Regions from separate parts of the Triticum aestivum genome. Here region 1 is linked to region 2. The links are chromatin contacts, called in public Hi-C maps. All regions are on one chromosome and are shown on one strand. Each heading gives the region's core, a stretch centred on a gene start, on an enhancer-like site or on the middle of the called end of the contact. The rest is flanking DNA. Distances are from core to core; before and after follow the strand shown. Region 1 holds the start of LOC123071802. Region 2 holds the start of LOC123066093 (far upstream element-binding protein 3).

Region 1 (7,626 bases), core at 3,804-6,303, 410 kb before region 2:
TAAGTCATAGGCTGGCAATATGCGATAGTAAAATAATATGAAAATATATACAAAACTATGATCACAAGTATGGCAAGTTACTGCTGCATGATCATTACAGTCAATCTGGAAAGGATATTCCTGGCGCCACCCCTTCTCACGCGCTCGTTCCAACTCCATTTCCAATTTTCGAAGCTCCTTATCAAACCACTAAAGGAAAAAAGGCAGCTTCACCAATTATTGCGTAGAAACATATGGATATTGAGAAAGAAACTATATATATATTAGTAGGGAGCACTAGTATTCAGTTTGATGAGAACCCAGATTTTTTCTTTCAAGCTCCATATGGTATCTATATAACAAACATAAGCAATTTAGCATGCAATGAAGGTAGCATTCTACTAAAAACAAATAAAAAGTTTCCTTTTGAAGAATGTTTGGGAAAATCTAATAACCCCATGAGTAAGCCATTAAATCCAGCCAACTTAGGAAAAATGATATCCAACCTCCTAGCTAGAGGTCATTCCAGCGCCAAACCTAAAGCCTGATCTTAAAAGGTCATGTCCACACTAGAAACATTGGTTGATATTCAGGGAAAATATTGCATTCATATTCTTCTTAATACAATATCTGTTTATCACATTTTACCTTTTATCAGGATTCGGAGAAGGCCGAAACTGCTCAGTTGTCAAAAAAACAGTCCAGACCGACTCAGCTGAGCATGAACAAGTCTACCCTAAACTTATAGAAGACTTCAAAATATCAAACTAAAGACAAAGGCAAAACAACTACTGATAAATATATACAAGTTCTAACACAGGCCAAGGTTGAAAGCATGATACTCCTTTATGCAGTTAAGAGTTAAGACTTAAAAGAGTACATAAGAATCTTTTGCTGAGTCATGCACTATCTCACTCAAAAAGATTTATAATCAGCTGGCCTCTTTCTATATTGCTTTAGATAACCAATTAGTTATAATTGTTTCCCATTTATATATATTTTCATTCAATATTTACCACAATAAAGTTCCAAATTGAAGTGATCAGAGTGCACTTACATGATTTACAATGTCTGCATGTACAGTTGCCTCTTTTTCCTCTAACTCAGCCTGTCAAAAAGCACAAACCTGAGCACTAAGAGAAACACACAAATGTTTTAAAAGGCTTAAGTAAAACAAGAGACTGAATGAAACTAAAAAGGGACAAAGAACAAGCCCTTCAAACATTTTCAATATATTAGAAACTACAAAGCACAAAATTAACAAGCTGGCTTGTACGGCAACAAAATATTTGCTGTCTGATCCCATGTGCACTTTCTACATTACCCCCTCCAATCAAAGAGTGATACCTTGGGACATGTGGAGTCTAAATTTTGGCCAATAATGTAGTTGTGAATATTAAAAATATTTAGATTGATTTCATTTCAGGAAAATCGTATGGGCAGATCTATCTCAAAATACTTCATAATTTATATTTTAATCTTCTACAATTGTTACAGTAGAAGCTGGTAACCCAAACTGCATTTGGAGACCTTACCGCCTAGAATGACATTTCTTTTATGACCAAAGGGTGTAGACTAAATACATCAATTATTAGGTATTAACAAACACAGGAGTTTCCTAACGAGACACTCAACATTTTCTAGCCTACATAATCTCGGTTAAAGAAAATACTCCCCCTGTCTCAAAATGTAACTATGTAAGGCGTTTTTTGATACAAAGGGAGTATCTGAAAATGTCTTACATTTTGAGACGGAGGGGGTAGTATCCAACCAACAGGACTACCGACAGTCAATTCCTTAAAAACAAATCCCTTCCTTATGACTACATAATGTAGGCCTGTTCTTCCTCCTCAAGTATTTCTTAGTCGTGGATGCATCAAATGGGAACAGAGAAGAAAGAGAGAAAATGCCTAGACCAATTTAACTACAGACGCATAGCACAAGGAGGACAAACATTGCAGTTAAAAATGAAAACTTACAACAGTAGGTCTTTTGAAGAGCTCTTTCTTGGCCAACAGAAGAAGATCATTGCACTCATCCTGTTATCAAGAATAAAAGAGCATTATTTGACCAGGCCAATTCAAAAAGGAGGCTGTTTTTGAAGTAGGTGCCAGGCCAATACTAAAATAAATCCTACTGGAGTAAACAAAACATACCTCCTCAAAGTCCTCTTCTGATAGCATTGAGATCTTGACATCATCCCACATGCCGGAAACACATAAAAGAACATCTGTACATGTATCCTTAATCTTGTATTCTTCTGAAGATTTCTTAATGCCTGTTATCGATGTTTTCACGGGGTGAGAAAATTAAGGCCTTTCTTAGAATGGAAAAAAAATAGCAGAACCATCCAAAGACAAGTGGATTCAACTGGACATTACCTGTAACTAGTCCAATCTGGTAATATTTCTTAGTCATCATATAAGTATAACTCTTGAGATCATTCTTCACTCTGACCAAACAGCCAATAACTTTCTGTTCAAATGTGTCTAGCTCAGTCAGAAGTTTTACAACTAAAGTTCTTCTCAGATAAATCAGATTCAGGTTATTCGGATTGAGAGCGGCAAGACATTTCTTGTTTATTCCTGAAACACTCTTAGGAATTATTGGGTCTATTCCTGAAACACTCTTAGGAATTTTTGGCTCCAAACTATTCCGAGGCTTCTTTTTCACCGTGTAACCATTATCATCCACAGATCCATCACTTTCATCCTCTGAAATCGCATTTGCGGAAAGATGCGTTTCCACCAAGCTATGGATCATGTTGTACTTAAATTTCCTTTTGTTAAATAAAGAATGCAGGTTCTCATCACACGTGACAGATTTCTTCTTCTTACCATCTAGAAGATTGTTCTGTCGAACATAGTCCCTGACAACTTCAGCAACTTTGAAATGGTCAAGAGGCGTGCTTGCATTCTTACCAATACATGATAGGAATTCTGTTAGCTCTTTTGAACCCCACCCAACATATGTTCTCTTCTCCAGTTTCTTTCTCTTCAAAGTTGCTTGCACTTCATTTGGTTTGTCCATTGTGTCAAGAAGAGATGATGGCCCAGCACCATCATTGTCACCCAATGGCTTTCCATCTGTCTTGTGATACTCATCTGAATCCTTCCCTTCTTTACACTGTAGGCTTCTTTTATGACGAATACTTGCTAGTTGCAAGTCGAGCAATGTAAAACACTCCTTGTCATTAAGTATTGTCCAGTAATCTTTAAACAATATTTGATAGTGCTCCGGGGTACCTTCGAAAACAACCTTTGCCTGGAGATGCACATGAACTCTTGTCAGAAAAAAGACAAAAGGGAAAAAACATATTGGATGAGTAAACTGGCATTTTTTTAAGCCAGCCTGACTTCTATCTACTAAGAAATCCAACACAAGTGCAGGTGGGCAACTTGCAGGTAAATATACAGTGAACAGCTTTATGGTAAGGAACAAGGCTGTTAATTTTTTGGGCGGAATTGGGGGGGGGGGGGGGGGGGGGGCGGGTGACAACTAATGGAATAGCATGCGTGCTAATGGGAAGGGGGGGTGACAACTAATGGAATAGCATGCGTGCTAATTGGAACTTAGTGCCACTTTGAAAAATGGAAGCTTGTTATTGTAATTCAAAAATGAGCTTGGGGGGGTATGCATATGACCATATTCCATATGCATGTCGTTACCTCTTCAGCATCATCTTTCTCAGTCACTATTGCCATATTAAAACAGCTGCGGCAGAATCCCATGTTGAGTTCGTTGCTCTGCTTCACTGGGACAAAATCAACTTTTCCAAAGCAGTCTCCACAAGCAGAGGAACTTGGACAGCACAAGCATAAATAGAGTGCATCACTTCCACAATTAGAACATTTATGCCAATCTGAAAATAGTTAAAATTAGGCGCAAGGACCAGTACCATTATTTTACAGGACAGCAGTAAAAGAAGCATTTGATAAATTGAAGTCAGGGGGGGAGTTATGTAGTGTTTGGCATAATCAAGGCTGTGAAGTGAAAAACAAGAAAATGTGTTCCCATTGCAACATGTTGTGCTTATGTCTGCAAAGTTTCTAGATGGAGAAATTGCGGCACTGGAACACAGTTTTACTATCATGTTGCATGATGCTGGGATGATGATAAAAACATATGTGTCCTAGAAGGTTAAGCATCCAGCAGTTTTCTGTTTACATGGAAGAAAAAGACAGGAACATGAAGAGCAGGTGTTTCGTTCGTTTCACAGGTGCAGGACATGATCTAGGATCCTCGGCTGTGACCAAGGAATAATGGATGACTGAATGTGGACACGCAGCATGACAGGCGCAGGAACGTAGCGCCGATTCCCGTAGCAGGTCACGCGTGGTAAAACAAGCAGGGGCGACCATGCGTAGGCGCTCACCACAGACGTGTTGCTCGCTGGAATCAATGAAGTCGTCCTCCTTCCCCACGCAGCCCGGGTGGTAGCTCTTGAGGCAGTTCCTGAAAGGCGGCACGGCAGGGCAATTAATGTTCAGCGAGATTCTCAGCGGCGATTGTCACCGGGCGATTCGCCGGCCGCCGACGCGGCGCGGATTTCGCGCGGAACAGAGGAGGGAGAAAACCCCGGGGCGCGGCGAGGGGCGGCGCTCACCTGGCGTCGCAGACGCGGACGTCGCCGGCGTCCTTGCAGACGAAGCACTGGAACTCGGCCATGTCGCCGAGCTTCATCCCCCACCGGCCCATCTTCTCCTCCTCCCTGCCTCCCTGCCCCCGCGCGGCGGGCGGTGGGCGGCGCGGCGGCGCGGCGGCGGGTAGGGTTTGGGGATGATTGGAGGGGGCGGAAATGGATTGGAACGCGGCGCGGATTGGAGCGGGGATGCGAAGGGGAAACTGATTAGGAAGGTGTTAATGCGCCCCGGGAGGTGAAGGAGGAGGGAGTCGAGCGAGCGAGGGCCGCGGGGTTGAGTGGGGTGCGGGGCGGAGGAGCGTCGGGGTTCAGGTGGGGAGCGGCCGTTTCCGGTCGAGGCGGGGCGGCAGAGCCAAGTGTCGCCTGGCCCGTCGCCGCGTGGCGGGCGGGGTCGGGTCGCGTCGCGGTCGTTCGCGTGACGTCCGACGGCTTCCGGCGCCGCATGTGCGCGCTGGCGCTGCGGTGTACAGGCCCGACGCCAGCCCCGTTCCGTGCAGTGCGACCACGTGATCTGCGTTACTGCGTATCACCTGCCTGCCCCGACGGGGAAACGGAGCTCCGCCAGGTCTGGGACCAGGAACTGCCTAGCATCGATCGGGCAACCTGGTCGAACGGTACCGGCGCGTCTTCCCTCTGGGCACGCTTCTATGCTCTGCTCCCGTTCCCATGCCGTCTGGAGCTCCCTGTCCTCTCGCAACAAAGAAACAGGCTAGTACATGATGATCATTCCTTTGTTAAAGGAAATTAGGGCAACTTCAACGCCCCGACGCATTTTGTCCATGCGTGAACCATTTGGATCTAAACAGATAAAAAAGCACGGCGCTTTGCACCGATGCAAACGGGCAGATGTCCGTTTTTCGTCAGCCCGCGATCCATTTCCGGCCTAAAATTGAATTGGGTTTGTGTCAGCGCGGACGCACGGGACGCCCGCCCTTGTCCCCCTGCCCCCTCCTCACCCCCCTATCAGTGGCACAATGCCGTTCTCCCCTCTTACCTCCACATTCAACACTTCCGACCACGCCGCATCGCCGTCGCCTCCCACTTTAGGTTGCTCGGACGTTGCTCAGGCCGCCACCTGCATCCACACACTTCCCTCACATCGACGCCCCATCTGATGTCCGCTCTTCCCAACGTTGGTTGTCTCTTTTCGCCGTCGTCGTAGCACCTCCACGGCCACGCCACCACAGCGACTCCACCGTCGCCTGCCTAACTCCAAGCCCGCCAGCCTCGCCCCACGGCAGCCTCCACTTCGACGGCGTGTCTCCTATGCTCGGGAAAGGAACGGGGCTCTTCACCGGTCGGCTTCTCCACCACGTCCGCAAGGTACCATGGATAGTGGGGATGAGTTCTTTTTCAACAACTTTATGTGTTCATTAGACGATTCACCGTCGGACGGGGAGGAATCTGTGGTTGTGACTATGGTCGTCAATGACCACATTGCTAGGCAACGGTCGAGGTTCAGGGAAGCGATCCCAGACCATGCTCACGCGTTGAATCGCAGCAGAGAGGTCGACCATTGCCTACTCTTCGTCGATTACTTTCAGTGCACGTCTCCACTCTTTAATCCCAAACTATTCCGACGTCAGATCCGGATGGCTAGGCATGCGTTCAACTGTATTCGTGAGGTAATGATGGCGTATGGTGATTATTTCGTATGCAACGAGGATGTCATTGAAAAGATTGGCTTCTTCTCATATGAGAAATGCACTGAAGCTATTTGGATGTTTGCATACGGAACTCTTGGCACTAGTGGAAAAAGTGCTCTCCACAATTTCGTTGGTGGTGCGGCATTTTACATCCGCGTCAGCACTATTTTTTTAAATAGTGTTGGCGTAGGCCAAATCCATACAACAACTTTACAAGCATAGTGCTAGCGTTGATTGTTTTGTAAACGCCACAAATCTATTGGCCCATATACACTCGCCGTTTGGAAAACATTGGCGACGTTGGTTTGCTTTGCACGCCATAGTTATTTTGTTAGTGCTGGCGTTATTTTTCTTTGCACGTCATGATATATAATTATATTATGCTTTTTTACCATCATTTTATTTGGCTTGTGATTAGTTATTGCGCTGCCATTTTTTCCAACGCCATCAATGACCTAGTAAAATACCTAAGTCCACCGCTCACTCTCATTTCACAACCCACCCGGCCCGGTCGTAGCTAGACACAACTCCTGTTGGACCAAAGTCGTCGCCGCCCCTCGCCGGCGCCAAGATTAGATCCACTCCTCCGTTCGTGCGGACACACCAAACGGCCGGAAATTGTAGTGATAATCGTCCAATTGCTATTGTGTCTCCCCTCCGTTGGCGAATCTGAGCAAGTTTATTAGAAATTTATAGAATGTGTTATGTATAATCTTCAAAGTTATCATTTTAGTTTTCTTTACACATCTATGCATAGGTTGACTGGTATATGTAAATCAAATAGCTTTGCATACAAAAGTTATTCTTATATATGATAGTATGTGTATGTATAGAAGTCAGCTTGCTATATCTTATTTATCAAAATAGATTCATAATTTTATCCATTCTACTTAATTAACAAAATCATGTCTTTCCAACACATGCACTATTCATCATAAAAGTATCTGATTTTGTTTTGATACAACTCACACCAAGTATTTGATAATGAAACTTTACAAATCATATATTTCCAACACATGAACTATTTTACATTGCATATTATCTTGATCGTATATATACGTGATGTGTTTGTAGGTCATGGCCAATTCTGGAGGCAACAACGAGTCGGTGTGCGATGTGGACATGGCTAACAATGAATTCTTAAACACTTTTGAGTATGTCATCAAGGGCGTGCAAGACGCAAAGGACGATCTAAAGGGGGAGATTAAAGAGCTACGCAAGGATGTTGTTCGGCTCGTTCAGGAGACTAATCAGCTTAGGGACGAGAGGGATAAGCTTGTCGAGGACCGGATAAACTGAAGGAGGATAGGAGACGCCTCAGAGGTGAGAGGATTGACCTAAAGATGGACATAGATCATT
Region 2 (6,814 bases), core at 1,106-3,605:
AAACATACGTTTGCAACCCTTCAAAATTTGAGTGCAAAACAAAGAAAAACCACTCTCACACGTGTGCAAACATTCAGTACAAACAAACGGTCTCACTATGCATACTTTTCTTACCTACCCATGTCAAAGTCTTTCTATTTGCCCTAGCGGTTACCAGCGCAACCCTAAATGCCACAAACGCACGCGGTCCTGGGTTCGAGTCCCCAACCACACCAATTTTTTGTGCATTTTTCACCCTTCATTTTTTAGACAAATTAGTTTTTTCTCAATGTAATGCCCTTAAAAAATGTTCATTAATTTTGGCACCAGGTGTAAACCTCTACCAGAGCTGAGGCACATTTTTCATGACATTTTGGTCTTTGATTTAAATCATGGTGTATTTGAATTGGAGTAATTAAATTGCTATTAAATATTTAACATCTCTAAAAAATTCTAAACTTAATTATTTGGTTCTGGAGTAATTCAATTAGCTTCCACAAAAAGTTTCATCATTATGATTTACTGCCTAAATTAAATCAGAATAGAAAACAGAAAAACACGCAAGAGAACCCCCAAATGGGCCTAATTGGATCAGTTGGTCCATTAGTCTAGCCGACACTTGGCTCTACACTCTGAATTTGGCCCACAGAGGAACCTTTTTTTAACAGAAAGACAGAGTAAAGAGCTGCATTTCATTGATCAACAGTTTCTGAATTCCTCATTTCTTCTCCCTTTTTTCAACATATTTACATGTTGGTCACTTCTTCTCTCTCTTTTTTCAACATTTAAACAACTTTGACCAACATTTAAACTAGGTGAATTTCTCATACAATTTCAAGCTTGTAAATTCCTTCATAATTCATGCCTTTTCATACAATTTCAACATTACACCAAGTGCGATTACCATACCTACAAATGCCTAAAAGTAATTGCAAATGGGTATTGGTATTTGTGCTTTATCTTTAAGCTTGCTAACTTTCTTCTTCAACATCCTAAGCTCAATAGCTAGCTCTCTGTCAGTGCGTGCTTCGCCCTCCATCTCTTCTTCCGGAGCTTGTGCTGCGGCCACTACCGTTTGTGGCAGCATGCGCAACCATTCTTCATGCTCTTCTTGCAGTTCATTCATCAGAGTCTTGGCCAGAGCATCGACCCAAAAAAAGAAGTATGTCACCTGCATGAACGCCAAACAAATCAACCCATTGCTCAAAGATCCCGACCACGAAAACGGTGCAATGACCATAATATAGAGCGTTTATCAGACTACAACCATTTAGATATAGAAATTTGGATCACCACCATTTTAGGGCGGTATCAAATTAAGTTTTTTTGTGAGACAACGGTACCAAATTTGTGTTTTTTTCAAAGGCCACGTAAAGGCCGTCATATGAGGCCTAAAGTAAACTGGATCCAGATGTCCGGGATATGTTTAGTTGCGTCCCGGTCCAACTTTGTGTAATAAAAGCCTAGTTCTGCCGTAGTCAACTGGTTCATGACCCAAAACCCACCTTCAGTTCCGAGCTCGCAATTGTTTGGCACGCGAGCGTTGTTTCTCGCTTTACGCGAGTTGGAAGGGATAGTTTATGGCGATGATATGTATCCCTTCCAACCACTGCGCTATGTGTGGAGTTCGTGATGATATGTAGGACGCGACCTACTTAAGGTAAAAAAGCTTTTTTCTCCACTGTTTTTTTGTTTTGTTTCGGGTTTTCTTCTTTGCTGTTTGCTTTTCTTTTTTCTTCTCCATTTTTATTTGGTTTTATTTTTTCTTCTCCATTTTTCTGTTTGGTTTTCTTTTTTCTTCTTCATTTTTTCTTTTTCTTTTTTGTTTTTTTGTTTGTTTCTTTTTGTTTTTCATTCATTTTTTCAAATAATTGTTCAACATTTTTCAAATATTTGTTCAACATTTTCATATACATGATCAACATGTTTTTCAAATACTTGTTCATTTTTATTGGAATAGTTGTTCAACAATTTTCAAATACTTGTTTAACATTTTTTTATACTTGTCCAACATTTTTTAAATACATGATCACATTTTTCAAATACTCCTTCAACATTTTCTAAATACTTGTTCACCATTTTTTAAATGTATGATTAATATTTTTCTAAATGTTAAGTAAATGTTTTTGTATATACTCCTATATGTTTAGGCTATTTGAAAGTGTAAAGAAACTTAAAAAACGGAATAAAAAACGAAATAAAAACGTGAAAAAAAGAGAAAGAAAATGAGGCCGTGCAGTACTACACGCGAACCTGGGTCGGCCCATATGCTCGCGCGCTTCAGCCTCGATTCGCTGAACGCGAGGCATAGCGATGCCCGTCTGTTACTCAAAAAAAAAAAAAAAAGCGATGCCCGTCTCGCCGCGCCTCCCTCTTCCAGAGTCCCGTCTTCCCCGCTACACGAGCCCCCCGCGTCCTCGCGCCAAAACCAAAACCCTAGCCCACCCCCACCAATGGCGGAGACCGACGCTAGCGCCAGGACAAGCGAGCCCGCGCAAGCGACAGCGCCGGTCACGGCTACGGAAACGGCGGCTGGGACCGTGCCGACGCCGATGGCGGAGGAGGGGGCGGTGCCTCCACCCGGTCTCGATTATAAGAGGAAGCTTGGTGAGACAGAAGGGGAGGAGGCGATGCTGCCGATGGACGCGGAGCAGGGTGGCGGCGGCGCCGAGGATCGGGCTGGGGTGGGATGAGAAGGGGGGGAGGAGACGGCGGAGACAGGGTCCAGGCGGCCGCGCGGCGACGGCGAGGGCAACGGGTCAGGTATATTATTCGCCGTTCTCTTTTTTACATCGTCTCGGTTTGATGCGCGTTGTATTTGTGTAATATGTCTAGGCGTGCTAGATTTTGCGCAATCTCTAGGCTGATTCGCGATTTTTTCGGAGCAATGCCAATGAGGGTTGAGTTGGTATGGGTAAGGATTGCATATGGTGCTCTTGCTCAATTTTAAAACCAATCAAAGGGGTTAAAAATGTTTTTTTCATTGAGTTGTTTGTGTAATTCCCATAGTTGTTGACTTATAGCGAATATGAGTTGCAATTGTCGTATTACATTACATTGTTATCATGAATAAGATTGTTTATTTTTTCTTATCTGCACTAGGTATTACTCAAATTGAAGTGCATGAACCTGAAACATCAGAATCGGTGAATGGGGATGCTCCTTTCAATGAAAGCATGCTGTGTAGCTCTGAGGTAAACATTCCAAAAGAATGTTCAGAACATCGTCAAGAGGACAATGTACCCTCACCAGAACAGCAGAGTGCTGTAGGGCTTACCCAAGAAGTGACGCGAAAAATTGAAATTACTCAAAGCAAGGTACTGTCTACTTATCCTTGTTATTATGTCCAGTGCTTATTTCTGCGTGAATATACATATTCTAGTTGCTGCATTGCCCCCAAAATATCTGATCATTTAGTGTGAATTATCCAATAGGCAAGAATTAGGTCGTAAGCAAGCAAGAGACACATTTTACTTGGAAGTTAATTTGCGATGATATTTCTATGCACGTATTCCCCGAAATCTTTAAATTGGAATTCACTTTCAGACCATTTCTCCATTTTGTTACGCTAAGCTGTTAGCTGAATGTGGAAGACGAGTATTGTAGGCAGGTGTTTTGATTGGTAAATCTGGGGAAACTATCAGGTGCCTGGGGATCGCCTCAGATTAAAATCCAGATTGTGGAATATGATGAAGCTGACCCAAATTAAATCATATCCTTTCGCAGGTTGATGTAGGTGATTCATGTACACCCGCTGCTAGAAGTTTTGGGACTCCGCGATCTGGTGCTGAGCAAGCGGACATCCATGTCCCAAATGAGAAGGTGAGGCTTTAAAACAAATCTCGGCCATAAAATTTACTCAAGCGCTCTGATATATTTCCTTTTATCATAATATGTAGGCTGGGTTGGTCATTGGGGAGGGAGGTGAGACCATTAAGGCTCTAAAAACTAAGTCTGGGTCCGACATTCAGGTTAGTGCATGCATATTTTTTATTCACTTCAAAATGAAAACTAATATCCTTTTTTGTAGTTAATCCCGCAACATCTCCCAGAAGGTGATCTTTCCACAGAAAGAAAAATACGACTTACTGGGAATTGGAATCAAATAGAGATTGCAAGAACAATGGTCCTAGAACTCATCAGTCAGGTGCTTCTGGCACTTATCTATATCTGTATTTATAATCTGTTGCATTGCTCTCCATGCTATTTGAAGGTTTTAAGGGGAACTATATATTTGTTTTTTAGTATTATACATGTCGTGTCTGCGTGAAGTTAAAACCATGTTTGCTACATGCGCTTTATGTTTTCAAATGTTGCTTGCACCTTTTATGTTACCATGATTGAGCAAATATTTGAGTTTTACTAGACTGCTGGCATTAGCTATCCATCTTGATTGTAAGGCATAATAAGTTTAACTAGACTGCTGGCATTAGCTTGTAACTTATCATCTATGTTGATCGTATGATATCTCCATGACAGTTTTGCATCTGACTGTTGTAACCTTCATTGATATCCCTGGTAGCTATGAACCATATGATAGGTATTATTTCTTTTTTCCATCCATCGGTGCAGAAAGTTGTATGCTCTTCAACTATGTGATCACAATGTCAAGGCCTTAACGTTTTTGGTTGTTCATGACCCCTGGGATCTTAGAAAGATAAATTCAACAACTAAATTGCTTTATTTTAAGAGTTCTTTTGGCTAGATGATGGTTCACAGTGCTGATACAGCTCTATAATATATTTGGGTTCAGTAATTCATTATTCTCCATCACCCACTGTTGTACAGAAGATGGGTAGTCGGGCTTTGTTCTTCAGCAGTGGTAAGACCTAAGCCACTTACGTCTGTCATATATGCCTTGTGGCATTAGTGGCATATCACTTTGATACTCATTTTTCCCCGAAAATTGGCATCCTTATGTTTGCAGAGTTCTGTGTCATGTTTGGAAGTATACATGATATTCTACGTGTCTCAGTTATGCATCAGATAAAGTGAATCTAAGCCAACCTTCTTTTTTCCTTGTAAACTTCTTGCCAATTCTTGCCTTTTGGAGTATTCACCATGGAAACTTTGCATGCCCATCTATTGGGTTTTCTATATTGGCTTATTATATATTTATATTCTTTTTTAGAGGAATGATATATATTCTGTCAGCTCAATAACACTTCATGTTTTATTGTGGTTATTTTGTGCCTGTAGAGGCCTTACTACATCTCTTGAGTTTGTCATGCATGACAACTTGTTGTGTTCATCTTGTAAATGTTTGTCCATTTTTCTACTTTGCAAGTTATCGAAGTAGATGTCATGCATATTTTGTAGCCGCAAGTCCTGCCCATTCAAGTATATCCTTCTAGTTACAGCAGATTAGTTTGGTGTATTTCAGTTCCCTTGTTTATGTTTAAATCTTTTTTCTCTATCTGATAGTCTTGTGATCTTTTGTGATCAGTCTCCTGGATCAAGTTTACAAACTGAGCCTAGTAGAGCGCCTCAATGTGTTGTGGACAATGGCTATGACTGCCCGGGAGATATGTATTATCAGAACCCACAATATCATCTTGATGGTGGTACAGGTCAGGCACCTTATCAGGGTGGTTGTTATGACTATTATGCCTCTTACAACATATACTCAGCTAGAGGTCCTCCCAGTGGCGTTCAAGCTCCAATGTACGACTCAGCTAGAGGTCCTAGTGGTGCTCAAGCTCCAATACACTACCGCAACTGGAGTCCTCAAGTACCTGTTGGTTATACTAGCAGTTACCAACACTCTGCCCCGGGCCAACTTACATATGCGCAAGGGTATGATAATGGGCAGTGCCACGGGCAGCAGTCGATGAATTTTCAGCCAGTGTACCAGTCTTACCCTCCACAGCAAGATCCCTATGGAAAGTCTGCTTTTGGTGGAGCTCAGCTGCAAGGCTACGACATTCCTATGCCAGGCACAAACTACCATGGACCAACTCCAGCCCAGCAGCCATATGCATTACAGAGCTCAACCGTGCCACCTCAACCAGGACTTGGTTATGGTCAGTCCTATGGTGCAACTGCTGGTGCTATTCATGGGTACGTTCAATCTTCAAGTGGTTGTCAGCAGCCAGCGAGCCAGGCCACTTCGGCCTACCCCCAGCAAGTAATGCAGCCCGACGTATATGGGCAGTATCCATCGACTCAGCCGGGTTACACTGATCAGGCGATTGCTAACAATGCAAACTATCATCAGCAGCCAGCGAGTCATGTCGCTTTGGCCTACCCACAGCAAGGAATGCTGCCCGGTGTCTATTGGCAGTATCCATCGACTCAGCCTGTGTATACCAATCACGCAGTTGCTAACAATGAAAACTATCAGCAGCTAGCATGCCATGCTGCTGCGGCCTACCCACAGCAAGGGTCGCAGCCCGGAGTTTATGGGCAGCATCCGTTGTACACTGGCCAGGCGGGCGCTAACAATCCAGGGAATGCAGCAGGGTCCGTCGACCCAGCCGGGGTACACTGATCAAGACGGGTGCAACGGGGGCTCAGCTGAAGCTACTGCAAATGTCAGCTAGCCTGCGGCAGGACATGATTCAGTTCCAGAAGGCGATGCTGTTTACCAGGCACAGGGAGGAAATGCACAGCCTCATGAAACTGGCGATGAGCAGCCTGATGCATCTTCCACCTCGCAGGCCAGTTGAGTTAGCTAGATAAGACTCTGATTAGCTCAATAGGGTTTTTGGCACAGGAGGAAATGTTTTTCCGAAGGAGAAACAAGTTGGGTCATCTGAATTTTGGTCGTGGTGTATTGACTGGATGATCTGTTTAGCGTCAGTCTTGTAACGTTTTTGCAGTTTGGATCACTCCC

What was found. Hi-C and Micro-C count contacts between places; a contact is called where the count stands out from the background.
Region 1: a Hi-C map of leaf shows a contact between it and region 2, with 5 times the contacts expected there. The contact joins the promoter of LOC123071802 here to the promoter of LOC123066093 in region 2. A contact is called at or near these places in 2 of 5 Hi-C or Micro-C datasets (both in leaf).

What each region holds. Positions count from the first base shown.
Region 1 is chr3B:693,304,115-693,311,740 of IWGSC CS RefSeq v2.1, reverse strand. LOC123071802 reads right to left here and starts at 5,053. Exons shown (of 14, transcript XM_044495385.1): 1 at 4,586-5,053; 2 at 4,355-4,434; 3 at 3,648-3,841; 4 at 2,361-3,243; 5 at 2,136-2,257; 6 at 1,959-2,018; 7 at 1,037-1,087; 8 at 119-189. The coding sequence starts at 4,677.
Region 2 is chr3B:692,895,202-692,902,015 of IWGSC CS RefSeq v2.1, reverse strand. LOC123066093 (far upstream element-binding protein 3) reads left to right here and starts at 2,355. Exons shown (of 6, transcript XM_044489246.1): 1 at 2,355-2,742; 2 at 3,082-3,296; 3 at 3,706-3,801; 4 at 3,879-3,950; 5 at 4,010-4,126; 6 at 5,426-6,801. The coding sequence starts at 3,156. The coding sequence ends at 6,469.